Regions from separate parts of the Mus musculus genome. Here regions 2 and 3 are each linked to region 1. Evidence: chromatin contacts called from public Hi-C and HiChIP or PLAC-seq data. All regions are on one chromosome and are shown on one strand. Each heading gives the region's core, a stretch centred on a gene start, on an enhancer-like site or on the middle of the called end of the contact. The rest is flanking DNA. Distances are from core to core; before and after follow the strand shown.

The links. Hi-C and Micro-C count contacts between places; a contact is called where the count stands out from the background. HiChIP or PLAC-seq counts read pairs in DNA pulled down with a chosen protein or histone mark.
Region 2: an H3K27ac HiChIP or PLAC-seq map of extraembryonic endoderm stem cells shows a contact between it and region 1, with 9 times the contacts expected there. The contact joins the enhancer-like site here to the promoter of Ube2e2 in region 1. A contact is called at or near these places in 7 of 39 promoter capture datasets (the 3T3-L1 cell line, cranial neural crest, frontonasal cranial neural crest and 3 more), 9 of 115 datasets of contacts at active chromatin or transcription factors (astrocytes, embryonic limb bud, embryonic stem cells and 3 more) and 2 of 9 other capture datasets (adipose tissue and liver).
Region 3: a Hi-C map of cortical neurons shows a contact between it and region 1, with 1.7 times the contacts expected there. The contact joins the enhancer-like site here to the promoter of Ube2e2 in region 1. A contact is called at or near these places in 8 of 39 promoter capture datasets (the 3T3-L1 cell line, 3T3-L1-derived adipocytes, the HPC-7 cell line and 4 more), 2 of 484 Hi-C or Micro-C datasets (cerebral cortex and cortical neurons), 7 of 115 datasets of contacts at active chromatin or transcription factors (embryonic forebrain, embryonic limb bud, embryonic stem cells and 3 more) and 2 of 9 other capture datasets (adipose tissue and liver).

Annotation. Positions count from the first base shown.
Region 1 is chr14:18,891,571-18,896,422 of GRCm38.p6, reverse strand. It overlaps Ube2e2 (ubiquitin-conjugating enzyme E2E 2), which reads left to right and starts at 2,652. Exons shown (of 6, transcript NM_144839.2): 1 at 2,652-2,838.
Region 2 is chr14:18,453,476-18,458,327 of GRCm38.p6, reverse strand. No RefSeq gene overlaps it. Among named protein-coding and RNA genes, the nearest start is that of Gm32587, 7.7 kb to the left of the region's middle. Within about 2 kb of position 2,582, at least 2 of the 459 cell types and tissues checked have an H3K27ac peak or open chromatin away from gene starts, as enhancers often do. A contact at or near this core is called in extraembryonic endoderm stem cells and second pharyngeal arch cranial neural crest, where this site is marked.
Region 3 is chr14:18,552,684-18,557,535 of GRCm38.p6, reverse strand. It overlaps Gm32587 (a long non-coding RNA gene), which reads right to left. Exons shown (of 3, transcript XR_874230.2): 3 at 2,502-4,852. Among named protein-coding and RNA genes, the nearest start is that of Gm38620, 61 kb to the right of the region's middle. Within about 2 kb of position 2,760, at least 33 of the 459 cell types and tissues checked have an H3K27ac peak or open chromatin away from gene starts, as enhancers often do. A contact at or near this core is called in cortical neurons, where this site is marked.

The sequences.
Region 1 (4,852 bases), core at 1,403-3,902:
CATATCCCTGTCTCAAATCCCCAGTTTATGTCCTCCCCTTCTGTAATTCACTTGCACAAAGGCAGACTACTGAGTGCAGGTAGACTTGCTTGTGTATGGATATGGATGTATAACTGACCACTAGGGTTTGGGCAACCTTTCTTGTCCCTGAAGAAAGCCAACCCTCCCTCAGAAGGCTTTGAATCCCTGTAGCTGTTCACCTGGAGGTGGGGCTTGTGATCCTACCCCCATCTATATTGGCATTTTGATCACTGTGGTTCTATGCAGACAGGCACACTTGTGAGTCTATAGGTGCCACATCCCTACTTTGTCCACAAGATGCTGTTTTGCTGCAGCCTTCCATATCTTCTGGTTCCTAAAAAGCATTCTTCGGCCTCATTGTATCTAAATCCTTAGATTTCCTTGTACCCTAAATCCTTAGATTTCCTTAGACTTCCAAGACTCCGGTCTTGGGGTGTAGGGGTTGTGTTAGAGATGCCACATTTTTGTAATAGAGACTCATTGCCATACATATACCTGGGACTTGACTGGCTGTTGCTTTCTGGAATAATGATCAGCAGACATTTTGGACAACAAGATCAGCAGAATTCACTAATGATCTAATGTAGAGTGTGAAACTGACAAGGATAAGAACAGGGAAACCCTGTGAGGCCTGGCTCTCCTCTTCATTCATAGTTATATCCCTACTACCTAGACTCAATAAACAAGAGCCTGGCCCACAGTATTTAGTATTCCTAGAATGAATGATAAGGGTGAATCGGACTTATAGTCCTGTTTTGAACTTTGAAAAATGCCAGCTAAAACATCTGCAGATGGACAAAATGCTGCTGAAACACAGTTTCAACAATGGCATCGAAGCTCTTCAATTCTATTCCCTGAGTGGAAGCTGACATCACAACATCCCCAAGCCCCACTGCCAGTGACAGAACAACAAAACGACTCAACAGTGGCTGGGGCAGAAGGGTGTTTTCTTATGAAACATTCATTGTAAGCCAACAGCACACACACAGAAGCATAGGCTACCAGAGGCAGGATGTAGAGTTCAGTGGCAGAACTTCTGTGCCTGCTTAGCCTGTTGAAGCCCTGGGTCAAATCCCAGCATCAAAACAAAACAATTTTTAAAGGGTTTCAAAACACAGTCAAGGCTCTGCTACTTCTGTATTCTTGAAACATAATCAGAAGAATGGGAATAGGCAAAGAGTTCATGAGGTTAAGACTGTCTATGAAATACTGTATTTGATCATATTCTAAATATGATGCATTTCTACTAATACACTGTACTATGTCGGAAATACACACACCATGAGACAGATTTAAGTGGCCACACAAACCAGAAAACCAGGTTTCACTCATTTCTAACTCTTCCTCTCATACATTCTTGAGCTGACATTCGTAAGGACAAAGGTGCTGTCATTTTTTTTTTCTCAGTAGTCAGTTCCAGGCTAGACATTACTAGCTGCTTTGGGCAGTTTTCAGTGATGTAATTGGTTAAAAGCCAGTTCTTGAATGTATCTCGTGGAAGCATTTTCTGTTCCAGATACAGGTTATGAGTCTTGTATTGCTCTAGTCTCTGGGGTCTTTTTGCACTAGTTGTTTAGGCTGCTTGATTGACTCAGAACTTCACATTCCCATGGTGGCCTATGGCATCTGGTAGGTTGGGTTTCCCATGGTTTCCTATGTATTGGCTAGCACTGTTCAAGTGATTTGGACCATACTTGAAATGGAGGTCTGTCTTTAGCCCTCTCTGCTGAGCAGGACTAGTGCATGGGCTCAGCCACTCCCAAGAATCCTCACAGAAGTTAAGAGTAGTCCTAGATCTCAGCGGTTATGATAGGCTGGAGGTGTTGTGTGTGTGTGTGTGTGGGTGGTGGTGGTGGTGGTGGTGGTGGTGGTGGTGGTGGTGGTGGTGGTGGTGGTGAAGTGAGTTCATGGGCGCTGAGTTAACAAAGCATGTGCAGGTTTTTGTTTTGTTTTGTTTTGTTTTGTTTTAAGTAGCTATTTTGGGCTACAATGACAGGGCAACCTTATATTCCTCAGGCCACCCACAGCATGGCTACTATCCCACCTGTGTCTTTCAGGCACAGTGGCAGCCTCCCACTTGCTCTGATAGTGCTGCCCCCTTCGTCCCGCCCCGCCCTCCCCAGCCTCCCAGAGTGACAGCTAGCAGCCCTGGACAGGACTAGGCACCGCAGGACCTTCCCTGCAGCAGTTAAGGGGTAAAATGTGGCTTCACCCGGGCCCACGCGAAGTTTTCCAACAGCGGTGCAGGTGGGTCCTGCGCGAGCACGAGCTGGTGGTGCAGGTGTGTGTGTGTGTGTGTGTGTGTGTGTGTGTGTGTGTGTGTTCTCCCTACCCCTCATCCCAGTCCGCCGCACTGCACCTTATTGAAGCGCAACCCCACCCCTTAGCCCGCGTGTCCCTTTAATTCGTGCGCTCCTCAAGGTCCTCTCGTCCCTCCCTTCCCGCCGCCGTTGAGCCTCGATTTCCCTCCTCCCTTTCCCTTCGCCCTAACCCGCCTTTGCTCCGGCCCGCCCAGCCCAGGACTCAGCTGTCACTTTACTTTTGCGCGCGCACCTCACAGGTCCTCGAGCGGGCACGCGCCGGCGGGGGCGGGGCTAAATCGCGTCGCGGGCTCGCGGGCGCGACACCGCGAGGCCGACGTGGGGCTCGCGCTGTCGCGGGCTCTCAGGGCAGGCAGGGCGAGCGCGCGCTTGGGAGGGGGCGCGCGCGGACGGCGGGCGGCGGCGGCGGTGGCGGCGGCGGCGGCTCGCGGAGGCGGCGGTTTCACTCCCGGACTCGGCGTCGGAGCCGCGGCTGGAGCGCGGGCGACGCCGCGAGGTGAGTAGGTGAGGGCGGGCGGGCGTGGCCGCGGCCAGAGCCGCGGCGTGGGGCGCGCGGGGACCCCACGCGGCGAGGGCCAGCCCGGCGAGATCCCCGCCCCCGCCGCGGCCTCGGCTCGGGTGCGCGCCCGCGGCCCCGCAGGCCTCCCTGACCCTGCGCGTGTCCGCTGGGGCCCGCGCGCCCCTCCCCCGTCCCGCAGAGTGTGGCCGTCCTTCGCCCACGAGGACCTCTCCCCTCCCCTCCCGAGCCCACCGCAGCCAGGAACTAAGTCTCCGCAAAGTCCAGGATGGATGTCGCGGCGCAAAGTGCCCGGCTGTCCGGAGCTCTTCCCAAATTGCATAATTGCTACAGGAGGTGAGGGTGAGGGAGTACCCGCTGGGTGTGTGCGTGATGCCCCGGGGTGTGGGTTGTCACACTGGTCTTTTGTAATGCCCGATGCTTGGCACAGTTTGGCTCCGAAGCCAGTTTTCCTCTGGCTTCTCTGCAGCACCCACTGGCCTGATTGGAAACTGGATTACCCTTGTCCTCCCACCCCCACCCACCCCCTCTTCGCTACTAATGTTTTGATCCATTTGCCCTTTTCCAATTCTAATGAACATAAAGCCTGGCTTCTTGTGTCTCTTTTTCCACAACTAACCAGAAATGCCCCATCCATCTTCCCTAAAGGAAATTAAGGCCGCATTAGAGAGACATCATCACCCTGGGCTTGGTGGCAGCTCTTGGACTTATTTGCTGATTTGCAAGATTCTTATCCTCTAACCTTGTATTTTGTAATTTTGAGGGTCTACTTGAGTATTTCCATTTTAAAGTACAAAAGAATGTGCTAGGACTTACCTCTGATTACCTTACTGTTTTTAAGATTTTTTTAAAGCTCATCTTAGTTTTAAATCCTTGGATTTTGAAAAGCATGCTCTAGAAATGCAATCTTGGGAATCTAAATATTTGTCTTTCTTCAGGCAGTCAGGATGCTCCTGGGCGCTTGGCAGTCTTGTTTGTGGGTGATGGTGAAGATGGAGTGTTTTCATATGTCATACCTTGAGCTCTTTCCTCTAGGGCACAGCACTTCCCTCAATCAGGTGCTCCACTTTTATTTTCCAAATAAATATCTTTTCAGACACTTGGGAAGCTGGATAGCGCTACAGGTTTGGCGTATAATATAAAGTATTTTATGTTTTGGAAAAGTTCAGAAATCACAAGTAGAAAAACTGGTATGCCAATGCAAGTTCACATTTTCCTGTTGCAGCTGCACAAATGAATACTTGCTTTTCTAAGTTTTTAAAAATCATGACATTTGATGATTTGAATAGTAATGTGGACTTGAGTACTGTTGGTTTCATCGGTGGGATTTGTTTAGATCCGTAAGTTTTTCTGAAACACGCTAATTTCACTCACTATGTGCTGGGAATTTCCAGAGCCTGATGACATCACAGAGCACATAGTCAATAAAGCTCAAAAAGAATGAGTGTGTTTAAATACCTAAATGTAATATGTTTATATTTAGTTAGAAACTAAGGGTTACTTGAATCTGAAGTAAAAATATCACTTTAGGTGTCTTAAGATCTTTGAAACTGTCATTGGAGGATGTATTTGTGTTTAGATCCCTGGAATTTAGCTTCCTTCTAGGTTAGGGAATTAGCTCTTTAGGAATTAATTTTAAAATGCCAGAGAAGTTAATATGTAGAAGTTTTAATTCAGGGACCTACTCATTTTTACTTTAGAGAGACAAGGCACCAATTTTATACATAGTTCATTTGAGTGACCTGCAGAGGATTTCCTCTCATAAGAGTTAATTGTGCCAGAGTACACAATCATGTTGTCCCCTTTTTTCTGTAATCAAGGATTCAGAAAACACTCAGCAGAAAGTCTCTTAAGTCTTGACATTTGAATAGGAGATACAGAGCCTTTGTCTAAATGGTTTTATAATGCTTATCAGTGTTCTCAGGAGGATTTGTCATTTGTACGTAAAGATTTGGATCGGATAAGGTATCTTAGATCAAAAATAGAAATAATT
Region 2 (4,852 bases), core at 1,333-3,832, 440 kb after region 1:
TTAGCAGAGTCACAAGCCAGCCTCATGCTTTGCATCATAATCCTTCAAACCCCTTTCAAGAAGTTAGTAGGATGAATATACCTCCACGAACACACTTGAATCAATGCCCTATGTTCTTTGACCGTACTTTATTACTAAACTCTGAGGTAGGGTCTGTAAAGAGTTGGTTAACTGAAATCAGCCCTCAGCATAAGCCTTCATCCATTTTGACTAGTGTCTGTTTTCATAAAGAGAAGAAATTTGGACACAAAGATGCCAGTCCATGAAGAAGAGAGAAGAAATGGTAAGAATGCTGGTAAGAAGTAGGAAGAAGCTGCCACCTATGAATCTAGAGAGGCCTCTGAGAAACCAGCCCTGTCAGTGCCTCCTGACACTGAGAATTGTGGGCTTGCAGACTCTGGCCTGTAGGAAATTCTCCCAGCCTTTCTAGCCTGAATTTTTCCTACCCTCTAGTCTGGAGGAAACTCTCCCAGCCTCTAGCCTGCTCAAGCGGTCTGTGGGATTTGCTGTGTCAGCCTAGCAAGCTCATACAGTAGAAAGGAAAGAGCTTTCCCAGAAAGCCAGACACCAATCTAGCTAGTGTTAGGCTCACTACAAGCTTTACCAGTTTATAAGCAACATTTGTGGAAGTCCCGTTAAAAGCCCCAAATCTAAATGAGGTGGTATGTATCTGGAATCCCAGGACCCAAGAGGCTGAGGCAGAAATATTGGATTTTGGAATCCTGGCTCAAAAAGAGAAAGAATTCCCATTTTCCAAGCAATGTATTGAGGTTGGGGGGTGGGGGTGGAGATGACTTATTTAGCTTGGGCCTGCTGATGAGGAAATGGTTAGAGTCATGGTTCGTGAGATAACCACCATTTTGTACAAACCTTACCTTAGCCCATGTTGAGAACTTTAAGTTCATTATTTAATGCTGAATGCTGACAGGAATTTAAGAGGCATCAAATTTACTCAATTAATATCCCACTTCAAGGCTGGGTTACATAAGACTCTAAAGAAAAAAAAAAAAAAAAAAAAAAAAAAGCCCGCAGACTCAGTATCCCACTGGTGCTAAAAAGATGGTTGAAGCCAACAGCTGTAAGTGTAACTCAATGGAAGAACACATGCCTGGTACATGTGAATCCTAGGGTTGACCCCACCCCATCCCCAGCACCCCAAGGGAAGGAAGCAGCAGAGTCCCACAGCCAGCAAGCTCAACATAACCGAAGGCCTTTTGTCTACACAGGTACTTTGTGCTTCCTTTGTATGCTCCCAAAAGTCTTCAGAGAACACACCTTAGATGGAAGAATTATGCAGAAACACATCATGCTCAGGAGTTCTGTGTATTAACCATTCCTTCTGAGAACAGGTCCTATGTGCAGTCATATTTTTTATCCTTCATTTTGCTCACATCCAGGACCTCTGTGCCCACAATGGAAAAAGCAGGAAGGATCTGGGCTGCTCACTCACTGACCGAAGTCCTCCAACAAGTATCAATCGATATATGAGAGAGGGGTGGAATGGAAAGGGTAGCTCTGCCTTCAACTTACTATTTAAGAAAACAGTGAACTTCCATTCACCATTACCCATGCTTCTATCTGCCTACTGCTAGGATTACAAGCATATGTCAACATATCTCAGTTTTTGCAGTGGAGGGGATTAAAACCAGGGTTTCCTACATACTAGGCAAGTGCTCTACCAAGTAAGCCACAGCCCAAGCCCTTTCAGTCTTATATTGATGGATATCCAGGTTTCTACCAGTTCTGCCCTGAATGATGGATACCGGTGGATGGTACCCTGACTGCATGTCCAACTGTTCCTCTGAAATCTATCAGTCCATCCCATTCACTGGCAGCTTGGGCCTGTTCCTTAGTTACAATCAGCCATAACATACCTACACACCAGAAACCTTGTACCTCACAGCTACTGTGGTTTTAACATGTCCTCTGTGACTAATACACTGTTATTAGTAATTATATGACTTCCATTCATGAATCTTGACATCATGACAGGGGCTTGGAAGGGAAGATGGCAAGGACAACTGGGAAGTACTGGAGTTTTTATTTTAATAGAACTCTACTAACTATCAAAATTCTGTTGACCAGTTATAATGGTGGGCCCATTATTCAGCTGTAAGCCAGGTTCTCACTATAGCACGCTTAAAGGTATACATACTACACACGGACATAAGTTTGCATACAAGTCACCCATAGCTACTGGAACAGATCGGAACAATCTGAGAATGAATGGTGGCCCCTGAGAATTTGACTGGCATGAGATCAGAGGTATTTTTCAGTCTTTCCTATAACCACAGCAAGAAAAGGCTGTTTGTGTTTGTGTGTATGTTCTAAAGCAGGGTTTCATGTAGCCCAGCCCACTCTTGAAGTCACTATGTAGCCAATGGTGACTTTAAACTCTTGATCCTGCTACTTCTCTCTACTGAGTGCTGGTATTACTGACACATGACACTGTAAGACCCCAACTCAATGTGTTTCTTAGACCCCTAGAAACAACGCCCAGCATGGAGTTCTTTGTTCTTTCGCCTTCAGCCTGAAAAACCAATGACCACTGGGTGACCCACCTAATCCCAGGAACTTGTTCACCACAATCTTGACCCACTCAGGCACCTGATTCATTGTGTAAGGGACCAAGAATGTTTGCCAAAGATAGCCTGTAACCTTTCCGTAAGAGATGAGCTGTAATTCATCATCCCCATTCTTATGCTGTTTACTCAGCTTCCCCTTTCTTTGTGTTTTTTTTTTCCTTTAAAAACCCTCCACTGCAACTGCTGAGGGTCGATCTCCTCTGCCCCTGTGCAGGTTATGAGCTCAGCCTCAGCATGCTCTGATTCCTGAATAAACCTCATGCAATATTGCATCAAGAATGGTCTCTCTCGAGCTATTGGGGCATTGGCTCATTCCGGGACCTGATCGAGGGTCTCCCCAAAACAGGGGTCTTTCAACACCATGCTTTGGTTATGTATTGCTGGACGTTGAACTCAGAGCTTCTTACACACTCAGCAAGTATATCCTCTATGCTCGAAAAGGACCTTTTCCACGAGACAGGCACGGTTCTCAGCTCTTCTTTCACAGGACTTAATGCAATTGCTCCTCACTACATTCATGGCTGACATGCAGCTGGAAGCATGAGTAACAGAAGTTCATTGTCATCTTAAATAGTAAGTTCAAGGCCAGCCTGACTCACAAGAGACCTTTCCCATTCCACTCCTCTCTTGTGTATCCATAGATAGATATATTGATCGATAGATAAATAGATGACTGAGCAAGGAAAGCCATGAACCAGCCATACAGGGAATGGTGTATTCACAAAGAAGATGATGGTATATATTATATGGTTGGGGATGTGTGAAGCTGTGAGATACATGATATGGAAAAAGGCAAAGTATGTTCTGAGTGGATGAGCTATATGCTTTGTGGGCTATATCTCAACAAAGCTGTTATTTAAAAAAAAAAAAAGATGTCACAGAAATGTGTTGTGCACTATCATTAGTCATTTTAAAGCTTCATACATTTAAAAAAAAAATCCTAATACATATCTGTCTTGATTATCTGGATGGATGTTAAAAGGCCCAGAAATCACTCCAGATGGGAAAGGGACTCGGAGAAAGAGCAGCTCTTCACTGTGGCCCATTAGTGTATCAGTTAAGCTACTTATTTTTAAAAAAATCAAAACAAGAGGATAAGAGACATAAATACTGAATGATACCATGAGCCAGGCACTGTTACTAAGTCTTTAGATATGTTAATCATCATCATAATGGCAACATGATTATTATTGTTATCCTTATCATCTTACAAAGGGGAAATTAGTTCCCTCTTCCCTTCCCATAGGTATTACAGGCAAGTTTAGTCAATAAAGTCTACCAGAAATCATTCCCTCCCCATCTGCCATGGATTGCTGAAGACCTGAAATCTGAGAATCCCAGTGGGGTCCTAAAGTTTTCTCAGGATTTTAAAAAGTAAAAACATCTCATGAGTAATTTCAGGGCTGGGGCTAATTTCAGGTGAACTGACATGTGTCCCTCAATTCGCCTGCAAACCAGGATTGTGCTTGAGCGTGCACCATTACCAGGCATATGGCCTCAAATGGGGGTATTCAAGGAGTCGCCCTGGGGGAAAAAAAATAGGTCCAGGCTTGCCAGGCACACAGTTGTTTGTTGAACTTGGTTTCAGGAGAGCCTGCAGGGCTGTAAGGTCATCTGCCATTAGAATTTCCCCCATCCACTAAGTCCTTTGGGGCATTTTCAGTCTTGACAAAAGTAACCTCCAGAAGCCCGGCAGGCAGTCATCCCTGAACCACACTGTCCACTCAACAGATGTCTGCAGTGCTATGAAGAAAACCATGCTGGTCTTAACCTCATTTCAATAGCTGACTCTCCCGGGAGGAGTTAGACTAAGTGTCTTGACCTCACACCTGGAAGGAAGTGGGAAGGAGATAGCCTCTTTCTCCCTGTTTGCTTCCTAGAACTCTAATTCCAGAAGCAGAAGAAGGGGTCACTCTGGAGATTCCTATTGTCACCCCATTCCCAGCCTGCCCTTCCTTTCCTTAACATCCTTGTTTTTCTGCTGAGTCAAAGCCAGACTATAATGGAGTAACTGAGAGCAATGTGGAAAGTAAAAAGTGGGAACTCAGAACATGCAGTTTAGAGGCCAGCACTGGGGCCCACATCAACATAAAATACACACAAGATAAACACAAGGCACAAGGAAACTCAACCCCTCTTACTTTCTCTTCTGTTCCTTTCTTGGTCCTTATTTAATTCATTCCTGCATCCACATACTTAAAAATATTTATTAGTACCAGTGATATGGTTAACCTAAGGACTGTTGTTCAGTTGTTCAGCCCGCAGAT
Region 3 (4,852 bases), core at 1,511-4,010, 340 kb after region 1:
TTACCATGTAAAAGTTAGGAAATCCCACTGAGACAGGAATCTTCAGTACAGCCATTGCATATTAGAAGCAAGTTGGTGAATTCTTCTGACAAATGGAGATTCTCCACAGATACTTAAAAGTTACACTCATACAAGAATTTATCAGGGCCCAGGAAATAGGGGGGTTGTGGTATTGCATTATTCATGAGAAGGTCTGCTAGAGCAGAAACCCATGGTGCTAGCTTTCACAAGGCTCAAGGGAGTAGCACTAACTGTGACTAGGGTGTGAAATCCTTACCTGTCATTAAGCTGACCCTAGGCAGGACTGCTTTATCTTAATGTAAACATTACCTGGTTCCTGTAAGTCCTTTTGAAGTCATTCCTTTGTTTTGTGTCAGGCAACTTCAATGTACTTTGCCTGCTGTGACTTCCTACCCCCTTTATTTTCTGTATTATATAAGACTGGTGTTCACTTTGTGACAATACATTCAGATTCTACACAATCTCCTGTGTGCATTTGTCTGTCTTTCGCCTTGCCCATCTGCACCCAGAGACCTGTCCTACACAAACAAGGGACCCGAGAGGGTCTGCAGCAACTATTGCATATGCCAGCAAGATTTTGCTGACATGACCCTGACATAGCTGTCTCTTGTGAGGCTATGCCAGTGCCTAGCAGATACAGAAGTGGATGCTCACAGTCATCTATAGGATGGAACACAGGGCCCCCAATGGAGGAGCTAGAGAAAGTACCCAAGGAACTGAAGGGGTCTGCAACCCTATAGGAGGAACCACAATATGAACTAATCAGTACCCCCTGAGCTCGTGTCTCTAGCTGCATGTGTAGCAGAAGATGGTCTAATCGGCCGTCATTGGAAGGAGAGGCCCTTGGTCTTGCAAAGATTATATGCCCCAATACAGGTGAATGCCAGGGCCAGAAGCAGGAGTGGGTGGGTTGGGGAGCAGGGCATGGGGAGGGTATAAGGGACTTTCAGGATAGCATTTGAATTGTAATGAAGAAAATATCTAATGAAAAATTGTTTAAATATAAAAAAATAAAATTAAATAATAAATAAAAATGAAATGGGTCAATGGTAGAGTTCTTGCCCAGCATGAGTGAAACCCTGGGTTCTCTGGACTGTCACACCAGGTGTAGGACTCTTGTGTGTCCTAGAAGTACCCAGGAATGGGCTGCACCATGCTACAGGGTGAGGAGTTGAAGAAGGAAGTGATCTCAGAGTGGACAGTAAACTCCATCCTGTTGTAGGGAGTGAAACAGAAAGGGAAGAGTGTGGTTTGGAGATGTGAACCCCCCCCTCTCTCTCTCTCTCTCTCTCTCTCTGCTAGTGCTGCAGATAGGGAATTCAAGTTACAGGTAGACACAGATCTAAGAGCTGCAAAAAAAAAAAAACAAAAACAAAAAAAAAACAGAACCACCAGATGTTGCCAGGGATTCTTGACATCTGTCTCCTCAGATCAATAAATTAACCCCTATAAATTGGAGAGGGATACTGCCTCCCACTTATCGCCTGTGGCTTAGCTGAGGTGATCCAACTAAGAGTGACCTCCTGAAGACTTAACCCTCTTGAGCTTTACATGCTCCTCTCCCATCTTCACATCCTTCACTACAAGGAGGCCGATCCTGGTGACCAAGTCTTCAAACCACACACACTCTACAGCCTTAGTTCTGGACAAATTTTAATGAATAGGATGACAAGGAGCCCTGGACAGTGTATTCTTATGTGGGGACAGGGCAGGGGCTTTCCAGGGGATACTAACATTCCTTTAAAAAAATATTTTTCTTATTTATTGTTGGGAGTGGGCAATACATATGTGCCACAGCACTCCTGTAAGGGTCAGAGGACAAATTTGTCTTAGTTAGGGTTTTATTGCCATGACCAAGGCAACTCTTATAAAGAAACATTTAATTAGAGCTGGCTTACAGGTTCAGAGATTCAATCCATTATCACCATGACAGGAAGCATGGCAGTGTCCAAGCAGGCATGGTGCAGGAGGAGCTGAGAGTTTTACATCTTCCTCTGAAGGCTGCTAGGAGAAGACTGACTCCCACATAGTTAGGAAGAGGATCTCTCTCATTGCTCACCCCCACGGTGACACACTTTCTCCAACAAGGCCACACCTCCTAAAAGTGCCACTTCCTGGTCCAAGGATATTCAAACCACTACATCTTTCAATACAGATTTTTCTCCCTCCCAGTGAGAGTCCCAGGACCCAACTTAGGTCATTAGGCCTAGTGGCAGGCACCCACCCATTTCACCAGCTTTTTCTAGCATTTTTAAAATTTGTACATTGAAAGAAAAGAAAAGAAAAGAAAAGAAAAGAAAAGAAAAGAAAAGAAAAGAAAAGAAAAGAAATCAAACCAGCCTGGCCTTTCAGTTGAAAGGAAACAATCTTTCAGGATCTCTAATTTAAAAGCCAGGGCTTTTAAACAGCTGAAAAGATTGCATGTCTTTAGGTAACAGAAATGGGACATAGTTTGGGACTTTTTTTCCTTTGTTAGCTTGTTTTCATTCTGTGATTAATGAATAAAAGGGCCATATACTGATATAGAATTCTGCATTTATATTGTTATTACTGCATTTCTGTCTCTACCATCATTAAACTACCCCTCTTGGCTCTACCCCTTCTTAATACTTCCTCAATAAATAGTCAACTCAAGAGGAGTGTGTGTATGTGTATGTGTGTGTGTGTATGTGTATGCACACACATGCTCCCTCTTTCCTTCCTCTAATCCTCTGAGCTGTACATTACTCATGCCAACTCCCTATAGACAAACTGGCCTGTTTGAATAGCTGCTAAGGGGATGAATCTTAAAGGGGGATGTGGGAGGCTAAAGCTCGCATGTCAACCTTGCACAACGGCACTGCCCAGCACATATGTATTTGATGTGCACAATTATGAATTTACTAATTGCTTAATTAGGAGCCAAAACCAGTGAGCCAAATGCATGCTGGTCCTGATGTCGCATAGATCTCAGGTAACAGAATGGAGTAAAGCTGGGGGAAATTGGAACAATCCTTCCAGCCTGGTATCTGGGGAAGGCAACACAGACTGCCTGAAGGCAGGGATGTCCTTTACAGCCAGTATGGTCAGCTCTGGGGCTCCCTTTTCTGGGTGGTGAGGCTCGTCATTGCTGTGTGGTTTTGTTGTTTTTGTTTTTTTCTTTCCAGTCTTTGTAGAAAGATTTCCCATTGTTTTAGAGGTGTATTTAGTGGAAAAATAATGTTTATTCACTCCACGGCCAATTTGGACTGAACACATTTCTGCTCCTAAAATAAAGCATTGATACATTCATGAGTCAGAACTGCAGGCACATTCCTTTGAATGTTCTGAACTGGGTAAAATTAAAATATCACTTTCCTTTTTCTTTCCTGTGGATTCACTTGAGTTACCCTCATTAGTTGGAAATGGTGCCTTGGGGAGAAATGCCAGGCTTTGGAATAAAGGCTCTGCCAGCCTACCCTGGAGAGGTTCAAGTGCCCACAGAATGGAAGCCAGCAGGGTTCCAGTAAATTCTTTCTTCCCACCCCCATTGTCTTTTTCCTCCCCCTCTTCTTCCTCCTCCTTCTCCTCTTTTTCTCCTCTCCCTCCTCCTCCTCCTCCTCCTCCTCCTCCTCCTTGATCTCCCATTCTCCACCAGCTCCCTCTTCCCCACCACAGCACTGCCAAAACCACAAAATATCTACATTATAATGTTACTGTTTGACGTGTCAAACTAGAACCCCTGAAAGTTAAGTAATTCACATGAGATTTGTTCAGGTAAAGTCAAAAACCTTAGAACAGTGTTTGGTCAAGAGTGGGCCTTGCGTTGGGTGAGTATGATGGAACTGAACCATCCCTGTGGCATTCTTACTTCCCATGGTCTGTGATCATACAGAGGACACAAATGCCATCGTGCTGACACTGCCTGCCTCAGTTGCAGAACATTATGCTCAGGTATGCAGTCTGTGGGAATGGTGTCCTGTGGATTTGAGAAAAAGAGTGGCGGCAACATGAAGCAGCCAGGAGACTTCAGTGAACTAAGGGAAAAGAGGTGGTAGGCTCTCACAGAACTTCACATTGCTCACACAGAGCTTCAGAGCATCAGCTCACCCCTACATCCAGCTCCCTTTGCACCAAGAACTGTTTCTACTACCAGTTTATAAATATGAAAACAAATCTAAGAACAATTGGTTAGTAGGTAAAGGTGCTACAGTTAGGAGTTGTGCAACCGAGATCCAGTACAAACAGGTTCAGGGTATGTTTAATGTAATAAGAATCTTGATGTGTTTCATTTTCAAAACTTTAAAAACATAATAAAATGCATCAAATGTAGACATTAAGCCTGGCAACTTCAACAGTTCTGCTCACCTGTGACAATACCCCAAACAAGAGGTGGAACGTGTCATTCATCTCAGGAATTCCCTTAATGTGCCTTGTGAGACCCACAAGCGTCTCCAGGGATGGTTTACATTTGCCTCCTTGGGTGGGTTTGTTGGTTCGAGATTCCATTTGGCTTCCCTCACTCATGTCTTTAGGGATTCGTCCCTGTTGTTGCACACATCCCTAATCTGAAGACCTACAGACTTACCAAAAGAAGCAGGGAGTTCCTGGAAGTCTCTAAAGCCTTGCAGCACAGCATTGGCCCCAGAGGCTTTCAGAAACCAGCCTCCTAGTTGTGCTACCTGAAACAAATGCTTCCACGACACTGAAAGAAAAGGCAAGAAAAAGAGAAATGTAGGGTAATGACGGCTGAGCTAGCCTTTCAACATTCTGCTCCTGAACCATGTTTTAAACAACAGTTTTTCTTTCTTTTTCCAACACAAGAATCTTTTATCCAAACAGCATACCCAATACAGTATAAACAGTGATACTT